Linked DNA regions of Mus musculus: all the other regions are linked to region 3. Evidence: chromatin contacts called from public Micro-C and promoter capture Hi-C data. All regions are on one chromosome and are shown on one strand. The core of a region is the stretch at or near the end of the contact, and the rest is flanking DNA. Distances in the headings are between cores, read along the strand shown.

Evidence for each region. A called contact is a pair of places that touch in the nucleus more often than the background predicts. Capture Hi-C pulls out chosen DNA fragments and counts their contacts.
Region 1: a contact with region 3 is called in a promoter capture Hi-C map of adipose tissue. The contact joins the promoter of Hbq1b here to the promoter of Ubtd2 in region 3. A contact is called at or near these places in 5 of 39 promoter capture datasets (the 3T3-L1 cell line, 3T3-L1-derived adipocytes, the HPC-7 cell line and 1 more), 1 of 484 Hi-C or Micro-C datasets (nephron progenitors) and 3 of 9 other capture datasets (adipose tissue, liver and pancreatic islet).
Region 2: a contact with region 3 is called in a Micro-C map of embryonic stem cells, with 3 times the contacts expected there. The contact joins the promoter of Rhbdf1 here to the promoter of Ubtd2 in region 3. A contact is called at or near these places in 3 of 39 promoter capture datasets (fetal liver, hippocampal neurons and liver), 4 of 484 Hi-C or Micro-C datasets (CD4 T cells and embryonic stem cells), 3 of 115 datasets of contacts at active chromatin or transcription factors (bone marrow-derived macrophages, embryonic stem cells and pancreatic cancer cells) and 3 of 9 other capture datasets (adipose tissue, liver and pancreatic islet).
Region 4: a contact with region 3 is called in a Micro-C map of embryonic stem cells, with 5 times the contacts expected there. The contact joins the promoter of Snrnp25 here to the promoter of Ubtd2 in region 3. A contact is called at or near these places in 5 of 39 promoter capture datasets (the HPC-7 cell line, hematopoietic stem and progenitor cells, hippocampal neurons and 2 more), 7 of 484 Hi-C or Micro-C datasets (CD4 T cells, LSK cells, embryonic stem cells and 2 more), 1 of 115 datasets of contacts at active chromatin or transcription factors (memory CD8 T cells) and 2 of 9 other capture datasets (adipose tissue and liver).

The regions. Positions count from the first base shown.
Region 1 is chr11:32,285,695-32,288,551 of GRCm38.p6, reverse strand. It overlaps Hbq1b (hemoglobin, theta 1B), which reads right to left and starts at 1,588. Exons shown (of 3, transcript NM_001033981.3): 1 at 1,445-1,588; 2 at 1,145-1,349; 3 at 640-1,038. The coding sequence starts at 1,539. The coding sequence ends at 910.
Region 2 is chr11:32,220,715-32,223,567 of GRCm38.p6, reverse strand. It overlaps Rhbdf1 (rhomboid 5 homolog 1), which reads left to right and starts at 1,275. Exons shown (of 18, transcript NM_010117.2): 1 at 1,275-1,399.
Region 3 is chr11:32,454,003-32,456,966 of GRCm38.p6, reverse strand. It overlaps Ubtd2 (ubiquitin domain containing 2), which reads right to left and starts at 1,597. Exons shown (of 3, transcript NM_173784.4): 1 at 1,421-1,597. The coding sequence starts at 1,490.
Region 4 is chr11:32,204,005-32,206,873 of GRCm38.p6, reverse strand. Snrnp25 (small nuclear ribonucleoprotein 25 (U11/U12)) reads right to left here and starts at 1,459. Exons shown (of 5, transcript NM_030093.3): 1 at 1,211-1,459. The coding sequence starts at 1,252. It also overlaps a transcript of Il9r not described here.

The DNA of each region.
Region 1 (2,857 bases), core at 339-2,838, 170 kb after region 3:
GTCTATAAAGCCTTCCTTTCTACTCTGTTCTCGCTAGGCAGCGAGAGCCAGTTCATTCACTGTGGGCATGTCTCTTTCCTAGTTAGCTACAATTTGTGCAGCTTGGAGCACTTTGACACAGGAGACCCCCCCCCCTTCCCATCTCAAACACAGAACACAAACAAACAAAAGGTCAAATAAAAATAAAAAGAACCCAGGTTGAAGAGATGGCTCAGTGGTTAAGAGCATTGACTACTCTTTTGGAGGTCCTGAGTTCAATTCCCAGCAAGCACATGGTGGCTCACAGCCATCTGTAATGAGATCTTATGCTTTTTTCTGGTGTGTCTGAAGACAGCGACTGTGTACTCATATACATAAAATAAATAAACCGAAAGAAAGAAAGAAAGAAAGAAAGAAAGAAAGGAAGGAAGGAAGGAAGAAAGAAAGAAAGAAAGAAAGAAAGAAAGAAAGAAAGAAAGAAAGAAAGAAAGAAAGAAAGAAAGAAAGAAAGAGAAAGAGCCACTCTGGAGCCAGGTATGGTAGGTAAACCAAGGTGGGTGGGGATTGGGGGATGGTTTGGAGAAAGGGGTGGAAACAGAAGGATCAGGAGTTCAAAACCAACCTATTTTTTAGTATGGATTTGAGAGACCAGCCTGGGTTACATGAGAACATGAAATTTATCTCAAAGGCAAAAACACAATAAAACAATACAAACAAGGGATGGCTGCCTCCCATATGAGATCTGAGACACCAGCTTATCTGTACTTTCAGTCTCTTGGAACCTTGTTTAGGAGTACTGGACGCGGGGAGTATATTTCTCTCGTGCCCCTCTGCGTCCAGGACAACAATGCAGCCCTGGGGAGGTTTACTCAAACATTGTGAGCTTTAGGAAGGGCATGGGTGGAGACTATAGAACCCTGTATCCCCAATTCAGCGATATTTGGAGACCAGTGCCGAAGTCACGTGACCCAGAAACTTGTCCAAGGAGGCATGCATCTCTGGGCTGAAGTCTCCAGGATAGTGCCTGGCGAGAGTCACCAGCAGACAGTGGCTGAAGAACTGAAGAAAGAGAACCGCCACGCCTTGCCTTAATTTCTCCCCTACACCAAGCCTTGAAGGGACCCACATCTCCAGCAACCCGGGGTGAGCTCAATACAGGACTCACCTGGAAGTTAGCAGGGTCCACACAGAGCTTGTGCGCATGTAGATCACTGAGAGCAGACAGAGAAGCAGGCAGGTCGTCCAGGTGCTGGGTAGCGAGAGTCAGTGCATCGGCCACCTTTTGGGCATGGGCTTTAACCTGGCTAGAGCCTGGCCTCAGGTCCAAGTGTGGGAAGTAGGTTTTGGTGGAGGGGAAAGCCACGAAGGTCCTGTAGGAAAACAGGGTTGGGCTCAGCCGGACCCGGAGGTACAGAGAGCCGGTCTTCGCCCCGCAGTCCGTTGGAAGATGAGCCCGAGGGCGTACCTCTCCAAAGCCTCGGTCGCGTAGATTCCGACATTGCTGCCCATCTTCTTCCAGAGCGCAAGGACCAGCCACTGATCATCCTGGGACCGAGCCATCTTCAGTGAACTGAGCCTTGCGCTCTGCCCGCTGGCTGAGCTCAAAGACGTCCTGAAACACAAGAGGCCGCCAGGGGGCGCTGCATCGTTCCAGGATGCCTAGGTGTTCACAGATTCTGGTTCAGCTTTGAGCCCTCTGTTTCCCTGGGCTCCCCCTCCACGCCTTACATTTTAAAGTGTTTACTGCATGCACATTGGCATATAATATGTACTATCGATTACAATGGATTTTAGTGTTCATTTGGCACTGTCGGCTCGTCCTGCCTCCCGAGTCGTTCGGAAACTTCACAGGTTTTCCTTTCTTATTCATTATTGAAAAGGACTGAGTGTCAGGAGCCCGTACCCATACTTGGTCTTTTTTTTTTTTTTTCTCCTGGAACACGTCTCCTTTCGTTAAATATCAACATAGTTAAATCTGCATTTAAAGGGGATGGACAGATGGCTCAGCAGTTAAGAGCACTAACTGCTCTCCCAGAGTACCTGGCTTTGGTTCACAGCACAAACATGCCTGCTCACATTTGCCTGTAAATTCAGGTCAGGTAGATCCAAGCCCTCTTCTGTCTTCCACAGTCATACAAGAGATGCACAGATATCCATGCAGCCCAAACACCCACACGTGTGAAATAAAATGAAAGAGATTTAAATCTACATTAAACACCCCTTTCAATCTGGGTCTTGTGGCACAGGTACAGGTTAATCTTAGCACTTGGAGGCAGATGTAAAAGGATGTCTGTGAGTTCAGGACTATCCTGGCCTACATATGGAACTCCAGGCCAGCAGTGCTACATAATGAGACCCTGACTCTGCCTAAACCACTTCAGATAAAAATCCCCTTTAATACATTCCAACTGTGGGGGCTGGAGAGATGGCTCAGTGGTTAAGAAGATGGGACTGCTCATCCAGAGGTCCTGGGTTCAATTACCAGGAATTACATGTGGCTCAAAACTATCTGATGCCCTCTTCTGGTTTGTCTGAAAACTGCTACAGTGTACTTACATAGTTAAAATGAATAAATAATTCTTCAAATAAATAAAATCTAAGTCTGTTTCAAAAATATATTCTTATCAGAGCTGTGAGAATTAAGTAGATGAAAAATATTATATGCCTGGATCATAGGGCAAATTCCTTTGGGGACAATGACCTTTAGAGTGCCTATTATATATCTCAATAATGACAGCAATGATGACACCCTCGGTGAATACATCATCATTACATGAAAGATTCTGTTCTTATTTGGGTTTTTGTGTGACTATGGTCAAGTTCCAATGTTCTGGAACTAGAGGCATGTGGCTCAAAGTCCTGTGCATTTTAGACATGT
Region 2 (2,853 bases), core at 26-2,525, 230 kb after region 3:
AGAGCTTGGCTCCCAGCACACACACTGGACAGCTCACAACTGCCTATAACTACAGTTCCAGGAGGATCTGATGCCCCCTCTGGCATGTGTGGGCACCTGCAACCACACACAGAGATAAAAATAAACACAGAAGAATTCTTTCTGTAAGAAAAGACGACTGACCCCTGGGTGTGTCTTCACAGTGAGTCTCCTGTAGGACTTCTTGCAGCTGGTAATAGATTTCTAGGTCTCAACAAAGGTCTAGGTGACCCTGCAGCATCCACAGCAGGAAGGAGTAGGGACCTACAGGCACCAGATGCCCGGTTCCTGTGGCCGGTTCCCTGATTTTCCAGAAAGGATGCAACCCCCGCACCTCCAGCCAGCCCAGTTTGGGCGTCCAGACCCTGCTTATTCCTAGCATGAGTCAAGAATGCTAGGCATGAAGACTGTCCCATCTCTGGCTTGGCATGTGTGGGTTACAGGAGCCCAGAACATCTGCACCACGACAGCTTTCTTCTCCCTCAGCCTTCAGCCTCAGCCGAGAGCAAAAGAAGCACTTCCTGTCCAGTATACAGAGTGATGAACCGTGCCTGACGTTATACGTGAGCACTGAGGCTGAAGAGAGAAGAGTGAGCGCATGCGCGGATGTAATGGCTTGAGGGGTGGCAGGTGTAGTCTAACCCTTGTACCTGCTGGGAAAGAAGTAGGGGAAGGGGTAATTGCTGAGCTGCGGTTCCTGTGAAATGGTGTATCAGTGTATGAACGTGAGTGTGCACACTTATAAATGTGTTAGGGTAGAGAGTGTGAGCCCATGGAAGTGCATTTTGAATAGGTGTGCGCACGTGTCTGTGTAAACAGGTGCGAGAGGCCTGAATGCATGAATGTTTGTTAGAAAGATCAGGCGCGTGTGCACAGGACAAGTGAGAGCTTCGGGACCCTCAGTGATGTGCCAGTGCGTGCCTTCGGAAGGGGCGTTCAATCTGCCTTTTAGGTCCCTTCCCACGCCACCCTCTTGCTTTGGAGGTCCCCTTCCTCTCTTCCCAAGCACAGGGGCAGCACAAGATGAAGGAGTATGGAAAGGCGAGTCCAAGACAGATGTTATGATTAAGGTGGTCGCTGGCGAGCCCGACTCCCAGCTACAGGTGTCTCTGCGGGACCCCTGGCAGAGCACAGCCGGAGGTCTTCCCGGAGGAGGCGCCCGGGGCTGGCAGCGGGCGGCGCGCATTCCTCAGCCCTGAGTCAGGCGGCCGCCCCTCTGCCGGGCCCGCCCCCGGCGCGCACGCCCCTCGGCCCGTGGCATTCCCAGGCGGACGGGTCGGGCCGGCGCGCGGGCGGCGCAGGCAGGGACTAGGCGCGGGCGCCCTCCCGGCCCGCAGCGGCGGCAGCAGCCGGTGCAGACCCTTCTGAGGACCCTACGGCGGTGAGTGGCGGCCGGGGTCTTTGCGCGGGGTTCCGGGCGGGCGAGTGCGGAGCTTGCGTTCTGGCGCGTGTCCGCCGATCGCTGGCAGTCGGTGCGCGGAGTTTCCCGAGCGCCGGCGCAGGCGGCGCGGCCCGGATTCCAGCCCGGCGCCCCACAGAAATAGCCCGTGGTCGGATCGGCGCGGCCTGGCGGGCGGGGCAGCGGAGTAGCAGCCCCGCCGGGTCCCCGGGGACAGGAGTCCGGGGGCCGCAGCCGCCCTGAGCGGCCCCTCCGCTGCCAGCCCCCACACCCCATGCCCTCCGTGCTCCCAGGGCCCCGAAGGTGGCGTCTGAAACTCTGCACAGAGAGCGCGACTTCGGGCCACAGGGTCCGCTTCCTCCCACTCACGGGAGTAACAGTGGCAGCTGCGGGCCGGGGAGCTCGGCTGGGCCTGCTCGGCCCGTTTCAGCCCGGTTCGCATCGGCAAACTCGGGAAGTGCCTCCAAAGACATCTCCTGCCCTGTACAGTGGCCCCGGGGGCGAGCCCGAGGCCACAGTCGGGATCTTGAAGTAGGCCTGGGCGCGGTGGGGTGACCGCGGACCCCAAGGGCTCAGGGATAGGCGAGAGGGCCTGTCTGTCCTGCTGGGAGCACGCTAGTAGAGCTGGGTGGAGAACGGTCAAGGGACTCCCCCTAGGCTTTCTTTCCGCTCAGATAGTCCGGACCAGAGTTCCTGCTCCGTGTGCCTCTTGGAGTAGTGTGTCTGTCTGCGTGGGCGGGGCCTGGATCCGGAGGCCCCCCGCTCTGTCCTGGGAAAGCCCCCCCTCCCCACTTCCTGTTGAAGCCGGGAGAAGATTCTAGGATGAAACTGGCTTTTCAGGTTTAGACCAGCTAAGAAGTCGGGGCAGTCCCAGGCTAGGTGCTCCCCACCTCCATGGGGCGAGCCTCAGCCCCTTGCCCCCGCCCTTAAGCCTAGAGGATGCTGGGGAACTCAGCAGCTGGCCAGTTCTCAAGAGGTTGCAGAGGCTGAGCCCTATGCTTACCAGGGTCATTCTGGGCAATCCGGGTAAGAGGGCAAGGGTGTCGGGTAGGTCCAGTACAGTACAGGGTAGGGTAGTACAGGTTCTGGCACCAGTCCACAGAACTCCAGGCAGCCTCCATGGCTGGCTAGCTCCTCTGCAGGAGCCTTACTGGGAAGTCCACTTGGGTGAGCCAGTATAGCTCCCCTCGGGGTCTAGAGGTGCTGGTTTGGGTCTCCCATTAAGGGACAGTCAGGGCCCTCCCTCCTATCGCCCTAGCTCTAGTCCTCAGCGGAGCCCCTTCCCTTGCCCAGCCCCAAGTGCTCTGCAGCCGTTGGAGCTAAGGATCCCTCCCAGTTCCCTGGCAGACCTGGCCGAGGTGCTGAACTCCCTTGAGGCCCTGTGACCTCAGGCAGTAAAAAGCCTCTCTGAGTCAATCTGTAAAATGGGAGGACAG
Region 3 (2,964 bases), core at 348-2,847:
AAAAAGACGGGGTACTCCCTCTTTTAAAACTTCTCTTTAGAAAAACTGCAGATTATGGTCCAGAAAACTTAAATGTTGAAAGAAACAGATATTAGAGCTATCTAACTGTAGGCTACTGGTAGAAATTATCTAAAGCTAGGATTTCATGCTTCTAAAAGCTCATGCTAATACTGTGATTGGATCCTAAGTTGCACTGCCAAAAGGCTCAATCTTAAAGGAATATTATAATTTTAACATATGTCAAAGTTATACTGAATGCTAGTAAGTACTAGCATGCTTAACTGGTACCATCTGATCACTGATCTGCCCTCAGCCCAGTGGTATCACGCCCTTTCTACACTTGGGCTTTGTTGTCAAAAGGACCTCACCAAGTAAATAGGCTGTGACGTGAAATCCACTACAAAGGAGCATTTCCATGGACTACTTTTTCACGACAGTTTTCACTGAGTTCTCAAATAACTTGCCCAACATTTAGTGACAGAGATTTTAGTGAAGTGGAACGGCTAAAACATCACGTAAAAAGGGAAATGTCTTGTACAAAAGTTGGGTGCCTAAGAGTCGTCTCAAGGTGTGAAAAGATGTGCCTATTCTCATGCAACTAAACAACTTTAAAATATGCACCCGATTTGAAGGCACCCAATACAAGGTTCGAATCAAATCATGTTATCCCTGGTTGGTGGCTCTTTTCTACAAGGTTCGAACTTCTACACACTCTATATACTGGATGGGCTCCGCACTTTTAAGGTCAATAAAAGCAGAGTCAATCTTACCACTCCTATCCCTCTACAACGACTACGAATGGAATTAAGAGACCTCTCATCACGGTTACGGTAACCCAGAAGTGCGAGTCGCGTTGGAAAAACTTTTACTCAAAGCACTAATCTTATACTGGGGTACTTTCTATCCTGCACGTTTTCCTTTTACGTAAGACACATCGGAATTTGACGAGTGCGCCCCGACGGCACATTGGGCTAACGCCCCTGGCAGCAGCAGAGAGCCACGTTTTCCTCGGGCCGATCGTCTCCCCCCTCCTCCATAAAACACTGCCCATGGCCACTTGGAGACTTCCCCAACCCAGCTCCAGAAACTGGAACCAACCGGGGCAGCTGTCATCCGAAACTCAGGAAAGCTGAGCCCGGCCAACTCTGCCGACGCGGGAAGGGCTGGGGGTGCGGCGGGGCCCGTCGGGGGCACTCCCGGCTGTCCCCCTCCCCGGCCCCACGAGCCGCAATCCGGCAGCCGAGTTGTCCTCCCAGCTAGAGTACCCCCCAATCCAGGCCTAGGCCCGCGGTCCCGCGTGGGGCCCGAAGCGCGTGGCGGGGCCGACGCAGAGCAGAAACGACAAAGGGGCGCGGGGTCGGGACAGGTGGCCGCCGCCGCGAACAATGGGGGGCCGCGGCTGCCCCCTGGCGCCACCTACCTCCCGTGCCGTCCGAGTTCTCGTTGAGGCTGCCCGAAGAGTCGTGCTGGGCGCCCACGCACCCGCCCATGGGGCCGCGGCCGCCACCTCAGGGCGCTCGTCCCGGCCGCCGCCTCAGCCTGCTCCCGCGTCGCCGCCTCGGGCCAGGCGCCGCTCTCTCGCCGCTCAGCCTCCGCCCCCTCGCCGCTCCTCCCACCGCCTCGCCCAGCCCCTTCCTCCGCGCCCACTTCTACCTCAGCCCCCCGGCCGCCTGGCCCGCAGGCCCGGCCCGCGTGCCTTCCTCGGCTCCCGCTCGGCCCCGCCAGGCCGGGCTTGGCCCATCCCGGGCGGGCCGCAGCGCCCGCTCGCCCCTCACTTCCCCGCGCCCCCGCGTCTAGGCAAGCCCCACCACTGCCGCCGCCGCCACCCGGCTGCCAGGCCCCATCGCCCCCGCCCGCGGCGCCACCCTCAGCCGGGCTCGGCTTGCACTCGGCCGGCCCGCTGGAACGGCCTCGAGGGGCGGGGCCGCGCTCTGATTGGCTGCATGCACCGAGGGGGCGGAGAATACCGAGCAGAACCGAGTGGAGACGAGCGCCCGAGGCCGGGAGAGTAGGGGGCAAGCGGAGGTGGGCCGGAAAGAAGGGGGAGGACTCAAGTAAGGACGAAGTGGCCAGCTCGTCCTTACTTGAGGACGAGGTGGGGCTCCTTCTGGTGTGGCCGGTGGGAGAGGGTACCGAGGAGTCGTAGGAGACTCTGGGTCGTAGACGGGCTGGGCGTGCTTAGAGGGGTTAGCCTGACCGCAAGTCCCTGCACCCCTTGAATTTGTGGAAAGCAGCGAGCTGGCCACCGAGTCTGGGTTTCCCTTACCCCAGGTCCGCAGCCCCTGCCATCACTGCGCCCGCTTGGTAGAGGTGCTCTCTGATTGTGCAGGCCTGTTGTCCCGTGCGGGGAGCGAAGGGGCACGGGTGTGTGTATCGTTCCCACAGGCTTCGCTTTACCGACAATACTACCACTCTAGATCCTGGCATTAGACATCTTAAGTCGTCTTTAGAACAAAGTGAAGTATTAATATTAATACTCTGCATTTTATAAACTAGAATTTGGTACATTGACCACGCCCAACATTCTTGGCGGTTACCATCCCAACCTAAGCCAAACTGTTAATGGCCCCTTTGGAGTTGTGCTCCTTGCTGTGGCGCCTTAACATTTTTATCGGCCTGCTTGGGTGCTTGGGTCTTTGAAAGCATTTTTTTTTCTTTTTTTTTTTTTTTTTTTTTGCCTAAGCTGTTCCACTTTTATGCCAGACTTTCCTTTTATAAAACCCTGGGTCAGCTTTTGCTTAGCATTAAAAAAAAAATTTTTTTTAAGTGAAATACCTAAGAAAGAGACAGTCTGCTTCTTAGGATTTGCATTTAAATGTATTCTCATGCACTGCTGGTGGGAGTGTAAATTGGTTCAATCTTTTTGCAAAGGTTTGGCAGTGCCAATCAACAGCTTTAAAAATGTTCCTACCATTTGAGTGGGGTTATTTCACATCTGGGAGTCTAGCTTTCAGAAAAAGTCCA
Region 4 (2,869 bases), core at 210-2,709, 250 kb after region 3:
AACATGCCCTTTCACTGACATGGCCCTACCCACACTGCTGGGGAGCGTCACTTGGAGACACCTGATGCCTTAATGTCTCCCTAGTTATAGATGATATATACCTACCTGTCAGTGGCCCTGATCAAAAAAGGGAACCAAGCTTGCCTACTGTTATGGTTTGCATATGCTCAGCCCAGGGTGTGGCACTATTAGAAGGTGTGGCCCAGTTACAATAGGTGTAGCTTGCTGGAGTAGGTGTGTCACTATGGGCTTGGGCTTTAAGACCCTCATCCTTGCTGCCAATATTCTGCTAGCAGCTTTCAGATGAAGATGTAGAACTCTCAGCTCCCCCTGCACCATGCCTGCCTAGATGCTGCCATGCTCTTGCCTTGATGATAATGGACTGAACCTCTGAACATGTAAGCCAGCCCCAATTAAATGTCCTTATAAGAGTCCACGTGGTCAGCCACCTCAGTGAAGTTGGAGATTAGGTTGTATTGAATAAACTTTAAAGGAAAAAAAAAAAAAAGGAGTTGCCTTGGTCACACTGTCTGTTCACAGCAGTAAAACTCTGACTAAGACACCTATTGTGTGTTAGGATTTTCAATTAACACTGGGCCTGGCGATCCTGAGAGTATTGTATCAAGAGGCTCCAGGCCTGTACCTCAGGTCCAGGGTGCAACTGACCGGCTACCTAAAACCTTTGATAACAAAATGTCTTTTGTTTGTTTTGAGGCAGAGACCCACTACTCCAGACCCTTGGCTGGCCTGGAGCTCTCAATGTATCAGGCTGGCCTCAAACTCACAGAGATTCCCTTGCCTCGGCATCCCGGGTGCTGAGATTAAAGGTCTGGCCAGACAAGAGATGTTTTAATAAAACACAGAGGGAAGTACAAATAAACTTGTGTAACTCAGTGGTAGAGCACTTATTTAGCATTCGAAAGGTTCTCAGTTTGGCTCCCAGTTCTGTGCGCACACAGACGTTAAATAAAAACACCTTTGATTGGCAAGGTTAAAGAATACATTAACTACTAAGTCACGCATACTGAAGTTTCAGGCAAAAGGAAAAGACTTGTCACACTCATCCTGAGTTCATATCTTAGTGTTTGTTTAATTCAAACTTCACGGCTCAGAGGGGCTCCTCACCCTAAGCGTTCCACTTATGCGCAGAAGCGTCTTTCTCTGGTGGGACCACCAGCGCCCATCCACACCCCAGAGCCCTGTCTCGCACCTGGATCGGAAGGTCGCAGAGCAGCGGGTCTTGCACCACCATGGCGAGACCTTCTTGGAACACGTCCACAGCCTCGGAATGGGGCAATGTCTCCTCATCATCCTCGTCGTCCTCCGGCACCTCCGGCCGATCCTCAGCCTCCGGGTCCTCCAGGACTGCCTACTACTAGACTAGTGTTGCTTTCCGGCGCTCCTCCAGCCTGCCCTGCCTTCCAGGTTGATAAGCAAAAGGCGCGTGCGCAGTGATTGTGTCCCGCCCCGACGAGATAGCTTAGCCAATGGTATACTGCGTGGCTTCAGTAGCCAATGAAATGTGCGAGTCTTCGGGAGGCTGGGAGCGTGCAGACAGCAGGTTATTGGCTGGATAGAGCAGGTCACGTTGGTGGTGCGAGCGGCGCGGGAGCTACGAGCTATTCTGTTCCCCGCTGCTGAGCTTCTCTTCGGTCTGGGCTGGTTGTCAAGGAAGGCCAGCGTTGCTATCGTTTCGCGCAAGACACCTGTCCCCGTGCACGGCATCACCCAACAAGGTGACGCTGGGAGGCGGGCGCCTCCTGCTGCCTGGGGCCTGCCGTTGCCACTCGCGTGCTGTTGCCCCAGCCAGGTCGCTTCGCAGTCACTTGAGATTATGCCATGGGCTCCATTCCAAAAAATTGCCTAAAAGGTCCACTTTAAAGTAAGGTGGAAGCCGGGCATGATGGTGCACGCCTTTAATCCCAGCGCTTGGTAGGCAGAGGCAGGCGGATCTCTGAGTTCGAGGCCAGCCTGGCCAGAGTGAGTTCCAGAACAGCCAGGGCTATACAGAGAAACCCTGTCTCAAAAATCCAACCAACCAACCAACCAAAAAACCCACCAACCCCCTCCCCGCACAAAAACCAACTCCAACTCCAACACACACACACACACAAATAGAATAAAAAGTGAAGTGAAGCTTTGGCTTGGTGGCACACACCTTTAATCTCAGCACACAGGAGGCAGAGGCAGTTGGATCTGAATCGAGAGCTAGGTCTGTATGGGAGAGCAGGGACTACAGAGGGAAGTTGTCTAAACAAAACAAATCTAGGCGGGACCTGTGGTCCTCGGAGCTGTCAAGGGCAGCCTTGCCATGCGCTGATCTCTAGTCCTCGTGTTCTTTTACACCACCAGTCCCTGTAACAACTGTTCTTATGAGGACGCTGTGTAGGCAGCACTGTGGGCTTTTTCTTTTTTCTTTGCTCCCGTCACATTCCCTGGATAGCTACTTTAATCACTTGCCTCATTTTTAAAATCCTATGTGTATGGGTCATTTTCGGCGTGTATTTCTTCTGGGCACTGAGAAACATCGTGTGAGTGCTGGGAATCAAATTTGGCCCTCTGGAAGAACAACAACCGTGTCTCTCTCTCTCTCTCTCTCTCTCTCTCTCTCTCCCTCCCTCCCTCTCTCTCTCTCTCCCTCTCCTCCCTCTCCCTCCCTCCCTCTCTCCCTCCCTCCCTCCCTCCCTCCCTCCCTCAATCATGGTTATCCTACTTAAAACTCTTATCCCCTATGCCAAGCTTGTTGTACGCACTTGGAGAAAATCCTAGCACTTGGAGAGACTGAGGCAGGAGAAAGGGTTTAAAGCCCAGGAGAGTTGCACAGCAGAGATAAAGAAGAAAGTAAGAGGAACAGGTTACATAGTGAGAC